3 separate regions of the Zea mays genome follow, and all the other regions are linked to region 1. The links are chromatin contacts, called in public Hi-C maps. All regions are on one chromosome and are shown on one strand. Each heading gives the region's core, a stretch centred on a gene start, on an enhancer-like site or on the middle of the called end of the contact. The rest is flanking DNA. Distances are from core to core; before and after follow the strand shown.

The links. Hi-C and Micro-C count contacts between places; a contact is called where the count stands out from the background.
Region 2: a Hi-C map of leaf shows a contact between it and region 1, with 8 times the contacts expected there. The contact joins the promoter of LOC100381600 here to the promoter of LOC100276322 in region 1. A contact is called at or near these places in 5 of 25 Hi-C or Micro-C datasets (bundle sheath, ear, endosperm and 1 more).
Region 3: a Hi-C map of leaf shows a contact between it and region 1, with 6 times the contacts expected there. The contact joins the promoter of LOC100280116 here to the promoter of LOC100276322 in region 1. A contact is called at or near these places in 2 of 25 Hi-C or Micro-C datasets (ear and leaf).

The regions. Positions count from the first base shown.
Region 1 is chr4:186,109,121-186,113,009 of Zm-B73-REFERENCE-NAM-5.0, forward strand. LOC100276322 reads left to right here and starts at 1,841. Exons shown (of 5, transcript NM_001406012.1): 1 at 1,841-2,021; 2 at 2,669-3,426; 3 at 3,528-3,581; 4 at 3,696-3,880. The coding sequence starts at 2,757.
Region 2 is chr4:185,828,862-185,833,051 of Zm-B73-REFERENCE-NAM-5.0, forward strand. It overlaps LOC100381600 (trehalose-6-phosphate phosphatase4), which reads right to left and starts at 2,544. Exons shown (of 9, transcript NM_001174419.1): 1 at 2,145-2,544; 2 at 1,891-2,031; 3 at 1,690-1,761; 4 at 1,483-1,560; 5 at 1,315-1,368; 6 at 1,062-1,163; 7 at 872-949; 8 at 642-711; 9 at 1-422. The coding sequence starts at 2,387. The coding sequence ends at 190.
Region 3 is chr4:185,724,212-185,728,363 of Zm-B73-REFERENCE-NAM-5.0, forward strand. It overlaps LOC100280116, which reads right to left and starts at 1,287. Exons shown (of 3, transcript NM_001153052.1): 1 at 876-1,287. The coding sequence starts at 1,245.

The sequences.
Region 1 (3,889 bases), core at 591-3,090:
TCATGTATTGAGAACGAGGTATAGAAGACATTGCCGGAGAGAAATAAGCTATATGAAATAATCTTTTAAAAATATTTTAAAAAGGGATATAGAACAATGACATAGAGAATGCTAACGAAGACAGTCTAAGAGTGTGTTTGGTTTATCTGTGGTCTATAAAAAAGATGATGCGAGTTGTCTATTGTTAGAAAATAGTAGAAAGTTGTTTGGTTAAAACTGCCGTGAGTTGTCACTACGAACAAAATGTATAACTTTGTGTAGTTATATATCTTAGTCAATATATCTAATTAAAAAAAACCGATTTAACATTTTATGTTCCTAGTATTTTTACAACAAATCTGTTTACAATTCCACTTTAAATATTTTAATTAAAACTATTTTTATTTCAATCATTATAGGTTGATAGCAACAAAACCAAGGACATATCTGCTTTCAAATTTGTTCAGTACGTAAGCTGTCTTTTTTAAGTAGCTACAGAAAAACTAAACTCAGATTCAAAAAGCTAAACCAAACGTATCCTAAGACTTCAAGCAGCAATAGGAAAGAAGCACCCAAATTTAATGAGATTCCCAAATGTACCCGTTTATGGTTCCGTTTTTAGAAACTGGATTCATGGTTTCTAAGAAACCAAGAAGTTGGTATTTTCTAGCTAAAACCAATTTTTTGCTTGGCAAATTATGTACTACCCCTAGTTAATTTGGTGTAAATTACAATGATTGCCACTGCTCCTAGGTTTATGCGTATGTTCTCCTCACCGCTCACTCTACCCAATTTAAATGTTTAATTATTAATTAAATTTTTGAATAAAAAAAACAAATTCAAGCTATATCTAAAATTGGTAGCCAAGAAAAATAAAGGAAATAATTAAATCTTCTACTTTTAAAATAGAGCAAAGATAGACTTATCTTTGTGTAACAAAAAGTTAGTATTTGGTTTTCAAGATACTAGATTCCAAATATGCACAATCAGTTTTTTTCCATAAACCATTGTATACAAACCAATGATAGAAACCAGTTTCTTAGAAACTATGGTATTTTCAAACCGTCCATATTTTTCATAGCCATATAACACATCTCAACGCAATAGTACAAGAATCCATAGCCGGACCAAAAGGCCATGAAATCAAGAGCATTCAAAACATATTTAAGTCTAAGACGATGCACATATACAGTTCATGGTACCATGTTTAGAGTGTGTTTAGTTTAACTTTTGGCTTTAGCTTTTATTCTCTAAAAACCAAAAAGCCAAACCAAATGGTAAGATCCAGAAAACATCTTTTTTTTAAAAGCTGACTTTCTATTAGTGTAAAACTGAAAGCACCATTATACCTGTTTTTAGTGGCTTTCGGATGAAACCGTAAAACATATCGAATAACTTTTAATAGTTTTTAGTGGTTTTCATCAAACAGTTTTTAGTTTTTAACAGCTCACAACACACAACAGCATTTTCAACAGTTCATAGCACACAACAGTTTTTTTCACAGCCACAGTCCAACCAAACATACACTTAGGACTAGTTTGGTAACCCTAATTTTCTAAGGGATTTTTATTTTCCCAAGGGAAATTAGTTCATTTTCTCATGGAAAAATAGAAATCCCTTGAAAAATTAGGGTTCTTAAACTAGCCCTTAATTTGTCTATAAACTTCTCTAAAAAAAGAGAACTGATTGTGAAACGACTCACGCGGCCGACCCCTGGAGCGCGCCACCCGTCGGCTGCGCAGGTGCGGATCCCCAATCCAACGCCCGCGAGCGCGCGGTGCCGAGCCTCGGCTCCCGCCCTGGCGCTCTCAACCCCTGCCCTGAATTCTGAACGCGAGCGCGCGCAGCGCTGGGGCGCTCCGCGCTCCCGGTCTCGGACTCTAGGCTCGCTCCAGTTTCCGCCTGGCTCCACCAACAAAAACCAACGCTCCCCCTGCCCCCCTCTTTCCTCCCCAGACCCGCGCTCCCCTCCGTGGCGTGCAACGCGTTCCTCGGCTCCTGCAGGCGGCGACCTCGGAAAGGCGGGGGCGTCTCGTCGCGAGGTTCGCACTCCAAAGTCCAAACCCTGCTTCCCCTCCCTACCGTCCCGCACCGCACCGCCTCACTCGCGCTTTCCTTTCTGGCTGCCGAGTCCGCAGTCCACGCGCGTGAGGAGCGAGGATCCTGCTAGGTTTCCCTTGTTTTGGCACGCTTGGAAGGCTATAACGTTTGATTTGTCCCCGATAGCCGCCGGATTTGTCGGTGCTCGCGCCCCCCTCCCTTCCCCTGGTTAGATTGTAGTCGCGGCGTCTCTGCGCAAGAGTTATGGATCCGTGTCTTCTCCCGCTCTAAATTTTAGCCTTTAGGCATAAGGGTACTCATTTCGTTACGGTGCTATGACCTTGATTTAACAACATGGACTTCGCATTTTGATCTGTGAGCGAGATTGGGAGAATTACGTCATATAGAACCTTGGATTTTCTATTTGTTCGTTTGTGGCATGCATTGTCTGCTTCAAAAGGGCTTGGATTTGCCCCAAAATTTCAATTAGCACGCTGCGCATGTACTTGTTTCCCTCCTGTATTGGACGGATCCAGCTGTTTTTCTATGGGCAAAACCTAGCTATTTGTTTAGCCTACAGCCCTATACTATCCATCTTGGAATTTCACTTCTGCCGTTACTTCAACTGCTCTCATTGTTAGCTTATTAGGTCTTGTCTGTGGATTGACCAGGCATTTGAGGCCAGGATTTTTTGGTGCTCTCATTGTTAGCTGACTGGTGAGGGTCTGGATCTAGCAATGGCGGAAAACACCCACGGTAGTGGTCGCCACGTGCTTGGGGACTTGACAAATGTTATTTGCAAGCGAGCAGCCACATCAGATCTGGAGAAGAGTACAGGTGGGATAAAGATCAGACGGATTGAAAAGACTGGGACTAGGAAAGAGTACGATGCAAATGCAAAAGCTAGCAGTATTGGGAAAGGAATTGTATTTGGCCATTTGTTTGATGATGTTGCCAGAGAGAAATTTCAAAGCCATTCTATCTTTCAGAATAGTAGGGTTCAACACATAGCTGCCGAAGCAGCTGGACTCTTATCCAAGGAAGCCAATGACTCGAAGAACCACTATGCATCAATCGGTCCATTAGATCTCAGTGATAAGGAGCAGGATTCTTCACTTGAATCTGAAGACGACTATGATGATGAAGATAATGATGAGACGAATGGTGAATTGCTGCACCATTTTTTCAGCTCAGAGCTAGCTAATAAAATGTCAACAAATGATGGTGAGTGCTTGACTCAGGAGGAGATAGTTGGGTCATCTGGAAATCAGAAACCTCTGTCTTCATTGGATGCTACGACAGGTGGTGACTTGCCAATTTCTAGTGCTCAGCATGCTTCTGTGAGAACTGGTGGTTTGGAAGAAGCTGTTGCCCCAAAATCTTGTGCTTGTTCTTTCTGTCTCAAGGGTATGTGCACATTAATTTCTTCCTTTCTGATGCATTTGCTTATGTCAGCATGATGACATGCAAACATATACCTTACTTTTGTTTCTTTGCCCCTGAAATAGCTGCTTTTATGTGGATGGATCTCCATTATCAGGATGCAAGAAGCCGGCTTTCTGGTATGACTCCAAATTCATTTCCTTTATCATATTCATATAAGTAACTACATGTTTCTGATTTTATTTATGTGACTACATTTTACTGATGTCAATTCATCCGTGCCGGTTCCTTAGTATTGAAGAAAAGCATCAAGTTTGCCAGGTCATTGGAGGAAAAATGTAGAGGAAATGAATATGCGGCCAATGTAGCTGGATATGAATCAAAGCGAGCTGTGGGAGTGGAGTTTGAACTATCTCAACAACAGAGATCACTCTTTCTTTATACAGAAAATGCCCTTGTCCGTGAGTCAACGCAGCTTGTAAGTTGT
Region 2 (4,190 bases), core at 1,294-3,793, 280 kb before region 1:
ACCACGAGTCGTCGGTTTCGGAGGCCACCACAAGCTGAAGAATCGTCAGAGAGAGTGGAGAGAGAGGGAGAGAGAGAGACAGAAAAAAAAATTGGTCTTGCAGTGGTGGGGTATGTTTTCGCGCATGATTGGACGCCCATTCGATCGATCGGTCGGTCCATCGATTGACTAGTCGACCAAGAACAAGAGCTACACCGGCGGCCGAGTCGTCGTGGATTTCCGCTTCCACTCCACCAGGCGGAGCAAGAAGTCCATGACCTCGCCGGGGTCCTGCAGCGAGTAGGAGGCGTTCGTCTCCTTGGGGCACTTGGACACGAGGATCCCGACGCCTTGGCCCCTCTTCCTCAGCACCTTGAAGGCGTCCTCGTCGGTGCGGTCGTCACCGATGTACACCGGGAGGGCGTCGCTGCAGCTGGCGAATCCTGGAGAGCGACAGCAGCCGGAAAAAATAAATAGGCGGCGTGTGCGTGTCATCAGCATCAGCCAGCAGCGATTTGTTTGGACAGGAGGTGTGATACGCGCGCAGGTACTGAATAAAAACTGCAGGCGAAACGAGAGCAGCAACTGTGGACGACACGGCCGAAATAGACAAGGGCGGGGCGGGGCGGGGGGTGGGCTTTGTTTTGTCGTAACGCACGTACCGAGCGATTCGAGCAGAAACTCCAAGGCCTTGCCCTTGTCCCACATGATGCTCGGACGGATCTCCAGAACCTGATGCACGCGCCAAAAGTTCCAGCAGTCTTGCTCAGTTTCTGATCTTCACTAGTAGTACTCACTAGCCAGCTAGCTAGTACTTGTATTATTAAGCAAGGACAAGGACAGCCAATCAGCTATGCCGTACATGTGTTTCCGGTCAAGTCTAGCTAATTACCTTCCTGCCTTGAGTGAGCTTTAGCTTGGGGTAGTCCTTGATCACTGCCTTGACCTGCTCGGCCAATGCGTTCCATCTCTGCAGCAAGGAAGAGACAAGTGTTAACTATAAGACAGGTACAGAGCTGGTGGGAATAAACTAGCCGCGCGCGCGTGGTCGATGCAACTTGGCATCCAAAGATGGGGGGTACCTTTTCATCTACACATCTGAAGTGCACGGACAGGCAGAACTTGTTGTTCTCCACCTTGGCGCCAGGCGTGGACTTCGTCTTCTCCACCAGCGCCTTGTACACCTGACGGGAAAAAATGCGGATTCACCGCGCGCGTGCGCGGCCATTATTGTTAATCTCCTCGTGCATCGGCTGGACTTCACAAGCTAAGCGCAAGTGGACAAGTGTGCTTCTACTTCTAATCGACGACTCTAGCAAGCAGCACGCAGCGTACCTCGTCGATCACGGGGAGGAACTCGCTCGCAGGTTGGCACAGAACTGACTCGGGCTGGAGAGGGTTGGAATGAGAGGGCAAGATTTGATTACACGACAGTCATGGAGAGCTAGTCTCCGACCAACTCAATCAATCGAAGGAGATAAGAGCTCTAGCGTGCGAGCGTACATTGGAGCTTGGTCCTTCGATGTCCATGCCATGGCTGCCGGCGTAGTAGAGCTCCGACAGGTCGACGAAGCTGCGCACCTGTGCACGCGCGCGCCAGAACGAAGAAGAAAGCCAACAAATCAGCCAATGGCCTATGCACGCACCCAAGCGCACGCGCGAGCTTGTCAAGTGTTTGCGGCGCTGAGACGAGTGGCGCAGGCAATGTACCTTGTCGCGGCAGCGCCCGCTCACGATCGCCGTCGGGAAGTGCTTCGCGACGTCGCGCACCGCCGCTCTCATCTGCGGACCAGTACAGCGCAAGGGGGGAAACGTCAGTCGAGGTCGAGGGTGAGCCGAGCGTGAGCTTTCGTCCGGCCGCCATGAAAAGGTTGTATGTGCCGGGGAGAGCAGCAGGATCGGAGGCCTCACCACGTCGCTCATGTAGGCGGCGTCCGGGTCGGCGACGATGGGGGCGAGCGTGCCGTCGTAGTCTAGGAACATGACGACCTTCTTCCCCTGGGACGCGCTGGCAATCTGCTCGAACTTCCCGAGCGCCGACGGGTGCTTCCTCTGCGAGAGAAACAGGGTTAGCATCGTACCTGGAGGCAACAAGCCATGCACGCGCGCGCGCGCGTGCAAGCTCCCGACGCGTGTCAAGAAGACGAGAGGCAAAGTGGAGTCACCATCCAGGCCGTGAGCTCGTCGACGTCGGCGGCGGCGCGGGAGCGGGTGGGCGAGGAGGCGCGCATGGCCTCGACCCAGGTGCAGCTGGCCGAGCGCGCCGCCGCCGCTGCCAGGTCGAGGTACCGCAGGGACATGGCGCCGGCCGCCGCGCCCCGGCAGGCCAGGAGGGCCGGGCTCGAGCCCGGCAGCGCGGTCCCGGCCGCAATGCCCATCTCCGACACGACCACGTCCTGGTTCGTCATGTGCTTCCGCTTCACCAGCGGCCCCAGGCAGCAGGGCAGGCTCGTGGGAGGCAAACCCGGCGACTTTCTCGATCGTCCCAACACGAAGCACTTGGACGGGACGAACGCAGTTAGCCTCAGGGACCTGGGGGAGTGTGCGGGCTTCTCAGGGCTTGAGATGTGGGCGGATGCGATGCGAGTTGGGAGTAGTAGGAGTGCGGCGTACTTATAGCTCGGGGGTGGGCCCAGAGGGCCTGCCACGTAGTATCCCGAGTGGAGCCGACGTCTGGGCCGGGGGTGGTCGCCGGGCTGCTTAGTAGGCCGCAGCCGCATTGGTGCATGATGGCCCGCCTCCCTCGCCGAATTGATTTGTTTCGTAGCATGCAACGGCAACTGGGCATGGGCGAAGGTAGGTGTAGGTCTACATGTGCATGAACATAGTGTCAAGAAACACTACGGCTAATACATAAGCATAAAGAGATTCTACTTTTCTACCACTCTCGTAATAACCAACAAAAGAGGAGTTTCTCTATTATTGTCTTGTATCTCTCTTTATGCTCATGCCGTCCCGTAAAAGGAATCGAGAATCTCACGTCTCTATTACTGATTACAGGGTTCCGTAACCTGAATCTGCAATATACAATGATATCGTTACTCAGTACATCGTCGATACTACTCTATTGTTGCAGATCTAACCTACACAACTCTTTATCAAAATGGCAGATTTTCGGCCTTGTCAAATTGTCATACATGATAGGCTTTGTTTTCATCAACCAAATCAAAAAGCATGGTATGTCGTTCTTGATCCACTAGAAACTTCTGATATAGTAGATTTGGTCCATCTAGAATAAATTCACTAGGACTGCTCCAACCCCTCCCTCACGGCTGATGGACAACCAACGGTGTCGAACATCGGCTGATTGTTGACTAGTCGTGGTTGACAGTGATGCAGCCATGACTAGTTGCGACCGGCTGCCGCTAACCATAGCCTGGTACGACTGGATGTAATCGGCTGGCCCGTTGTTGGATGAGTTTTAGTTTCCCGGTGGGCGACATGGTGTGTGACAACTTTTACGAAGCACTGTCAAATTTTACGAAAGGAGACAGGCGGAGAAGATAGGACAACAACGCCTGAGCACCCCTACGTGTGATAGCGCATTAGCCTACGCCGCAATATACTCCTATGCACTCCTCCGACTAGACGAGTCAAGGGCACGACAAGCCAGGAGATCTACACGACGAGGAGAAGATATCCATTATCCACGGACCGACGCTCCACTTACTCCATATCTAGGCCCACTTGTTGGGGCTCGGGCACTATGTACATGCCTCCCTTGGGCTATAAAAGGGAAGGCACACATAAGGTAATAGACAACCTCACAAGAACACACAGAGACTCCTATGCAATAAAACACACGGAGACTCCTAGACAATACAACTTACAACGGATGTACGGTCCAAACCCCGCACACAAACAAATCTAACACTCTGTGTGTCCTTGAGTTCATCCTACTAGCGCCAAATCCTACACCGTCGGTCCTCGTCTTAGTCCGACATTTAACGCGCCAGGTAGAGGCGGGGCGCTTAGCCTGGCCCCTTGCTGATGACATCCCACTCATCCATCGACAAGCTCGGTAGAGGTGGATTCACCAACATTTGGCGAAAGGCGAAAAAGCAACGCCTCAAGATGCTTGCCATCGTTCTTAGGTGGCACCTCAACAGTCGTGCCAACACCATCAGGCAGAAAGCGGGGGAAACCTCAAGCATGATGCTTGGGGTTACCGCTGTTGGCGCTCCTCTAGGCCTTGTGATGCCCAGGGTCAC
Region 3 (4,152 bases), core at 37-2,536, 390 kb before region 1:
AACTCTAGAAGTGTACCACCTGATTGTACAAAGATTTATGCCATGCAATTGAAAACAGATGAACACAAAACTGATGCTATAGCCAGTGTTCTTAAGGCGCCTAGGCGAGCAAGTGCACCAGACAACCGCCTTAGCGCCTAGGCGACCCCTAGGCGGGTAAGGCGAGCAAGGCGGCCAGTTTTTCCCGAGCGCCTGGACGCCTGGGCGTCACCTAGCGCGACAAGGCGACGCCTTAAGAACACTGGCTATAGAAAATTAGCAATGCAATTGTATGATCAAATATCTCCAACAGCAGAGCTTCATGGTGGCCGAGATAGATCGTTGCCTTTTCATTCAGACTTGAAAAACAGTGACGTATTCACATTCCAGCTCACAGATACTAGCTAAAAGGGTAGCTGTATCACTCTACGTGCAAAGGAAATACACAGTACATCAAATTTGCCTATTCCTAATTCTTGGTCAAGTTTCACCATCAAATATCTTGGGAACTCGGAACTGAAATTGCATCCAGACTCTGTTAAATGCATCTTAAAACGCTACATGTACTGCTATAAAATCTACGTCAATTCTCTAACAATGCAAGACCTGCAACTACATTGGTAGCAATCTAATCGACCTCCATTCCTCTACCGAGAGATTTTGATATTTGCCATCAGCAAGAAACAGGTTTGTAAAATTGCCATCAGGCCCACATTTCATAGACCCAGCTGGACCCACAATTCATAGACACAGTGGTAATTATAACAGGAAGACAACATTGTGAGTGGCAAAAATACAATTATCTCTTCCTCTACCATTACCAAAATAAACAGGAGAGGATAAAAAAACATTAGTCTCCAGTTTCCACAAAAAAATGAGTATTTAAATCTACTTACCTGGAGGCGGCTGTTTGCTCCCCTCTTTCCCACGGCGATCGAGTACACCGAGGGCCTCCGTCCCTTCCTCTGGCTCGGCAACCCTGTGCCTCAAAAAATCTGGTGGTCCCGAGACATCAGCGAAGGCCTCCAGCGCGGAGGGCAGCAAGGAGCCCCCGTCGCTGCCGCCGGCATCTCCCCCCTTAGGGTTTGGTCGGCGGCGGAGCTTGGGGGGCGGCTTTGGAGGAGCGGACTCCTCGTCTTCGTCCGATCCGGCTTCCTCGGCTGACGAATCACCAGACTCGCTCAGCTCGGTGCCAGCGCCGGCGCCGGCGGCGGGATCGTCGTCGTCCTCAGCGGAGGAGTAGCCCTGGAGAAGCGTTAAGCTCATTGTCTGGTTATTTTTTGGTTCTTTCCGTTCGGCTCAACTGCCTGCAAATCTAGTATAGCAATTTCATGCCGTATAATAGAGGGGTGTTTACGGGCTTAACTTTCAGCATTATCGGGCCCATACGTGGGCTGTATGGGCTTACTATTCGGATGGGTGAAAATATATGGGCTTACTATTGCAAAACATCTAGAATCTCCAGAGTCCAGACTGAAAGAAAAGGAAAAGAAAGTCTATTCTACGTCCCAAGTATCACTATGCTTGTTTTTATTTTTAAATTTTAAAATCAGACATCTCACGCTATAAATTATTTAAATAATTATTTACCCTGTTTTTTATAGTTTGGAGTGGTACTGAAGTTAGGTAAATATTTGATAAGGTTTTTAAACCCAAAAATGTCTATATATTTTTAACATTTTCCGATGAAAATCTAAATCTAGAAAAATAGAATTTTTAAAAAGGTAAGCTATGTTTTATGGTCTAAAAACATCATCAAGTATTTTCTGTTTTTTAAATAAAAAGACAAACTTACCTTTAAAACCATTTCAAACCAAGGTAAGAAGATAGTTTAAATGTGGTTATGAGAATTTAGAGGGTATAGAAACTCCAACAACATCCTCTCTCTCTCTCTCTCTCTATCTCTCATATATATATATATATATATATATATATATATATATATAGCTCTAGATTTTTGTATATATTTATTTATCATACACTCAAATATAAATAAATAGAGGAGAGGATATATAGTTTCTATATAGAGGATGAAGGAGTGTTCTCCGTATTTGGAGGACATTTTAGAGTACACTGCTGGTGTGTATAGAGGAGAAAAATCTTCTCTAAATACAAGGTAGGAAATTATTTAGAGGAGTTGTTGAAGACAACCTAAGATGTTTGATTTTGGATCAAGTTCATTGAAAGAGAAACATCAAACTACTACGATTGTTCATGCATGTAGGATCAAACGACTTGTTGCTGCAAAAGCAACCACACCTAAACAAGGAGGAATGTCAATAAACTATCTAGCTAAAGCAAAGAAAATCCTCAAAGAGATGCTTCTCCGAAGTCCAACCAGAAGAGTTGGAAAGAAAAAAAACAAATGCATTTCCAAACGACCGACCACGTTCTTAGGTCTACTGGTGGGTAGCGCACACGTGCGCCATTTCCCATGTGCCCGATCTTCCTTTTTGCCAACCTGACACACTTCATCATCAATGAGTCGTCGATCATGGCTGGTTAGCAGAATCCAGTAGCTAAACTTTCCCCACATTTTCCATGCACACAGTTCCCAACCGTATAGCGATCGAGCTCCAAACGACGACCCGGCCGTCACCTACGATTAGGTGTTTTTGTAGGCATTTCCTAGGCAGCGCCAGGTCGGGCAGTAGTTGTAGTTGACCCCGCCCGCCGTCGCGAGTGCGCTACCGATCGGCGCCCAAGGGTTGGTGTCGAGCACAGTCAGCACCTCGCGATGCTCCGGCGGCGATCTCATTGCTCACCGGGATCTCATTCTTTAGCGGCGGCGTCGTTGTCAGGCACCTGTCTTTACATACCTCAGAATTGTCTGAGATTTTTCAGTCCACGAGCTGAATGCGTGGAGTATATAGTAGTGGTGTGGCCGGGGCATCTCTTATGCTGCGTTTTTTTTTTCTTTTTCTCATCTGCTGTCACTCTCGTGGATGCTAATATAATGACTGCCAACCCCACACCAGAAATGGAGTCCGAATATGAACTCGTGAGGATATGCAACAACAACCGTCACTCTCTGAGAGTGCGATCGCGATCGTGACGGTTTAACCACTAGGAAAGAGACCGCGCGGGTCCATGCATGTGGATATGGACGGGTCGTCGTTATTGTTTATTTGGCGCTAATCAAGTAGTCAGAAAGAAACGGTTTTAGTTGGAGCAGCTGCAGGTTGGCAGTGCCAATCAGCTGATCTTAACTGGTCTCTTAAAAACAGGTAATAGGATTCGAACAGTTGACCTAGCGAGCTGAGAGTCATTTCGCTGTCGTCGTCGAATTATTCGCTGGCAGTATAACCTTGTTTGCTTGCTGCAGCTACTTTGATTGGACTCTCTTTTTTTTTGTCTGCTATGTTTGAGATTGAGATAGAGGTTCATGTGCTGATCTAATTTGCTTTGTCTAGCTATGTGTGTCTGTCGTCACGTAGATGGCCACGGTTTCTGAATACCAAATTGGCCGTACGCGCCGGTGAAGTCTGAAGTCTGAACGGCACTTATAAAACTGGACTACACGGAGTGCAATCAATAGCAATGAGCCAATGGCAATACCGCGCTCCAGTCTCCAACTCAATGACGGGTATTATATAATCACACGGACTATCTATACTACCTATTAAGGCTCTAAGGGGTAGGCTGCCTCCCCTGGTTCTGCCTTCAGCCAATCTGCACCGTCCATCTATATGCGTCAAATCATCACCGTTTGTCCCGTCGCCTCTGCTTCGAGCCTCCTCCATCCATCGATCGCAACTGCTCCTCTCTCCCGGCTCCCCACAGTCCCACGGCACATCCCTCGTTCCCCCCTGCTCCGCAAGCGAGCGCGGTTCCCTCCTGCTCCGCAAGCGAGCGCGGGCCGTGCGCGTCGCGACCACTTCCACCACCTCCTCCACTCCCCTCCCGCTCCCCTCCTCGATCTACTCTCCCAGCTACGATGACGAAGGCGAGCCGATCGTGAACCTCGACGAACGGGAACCCTCCCCTGAGCATCAGCCGTATGAAGACCTCGATGACGACCTCGACGACGGCGGCGATTGGACCCGCGACCGCTCTCCGACCCCCGTCCATGGCGACGACGGCGGGGCAAGGTCCTCCTCCAAGCCCCGAAAGCACATTCTCAAGAAGAGCGGTGGTGTTCTGCCTCCCCCACCCTCTCCCCCGCGCTCCGTC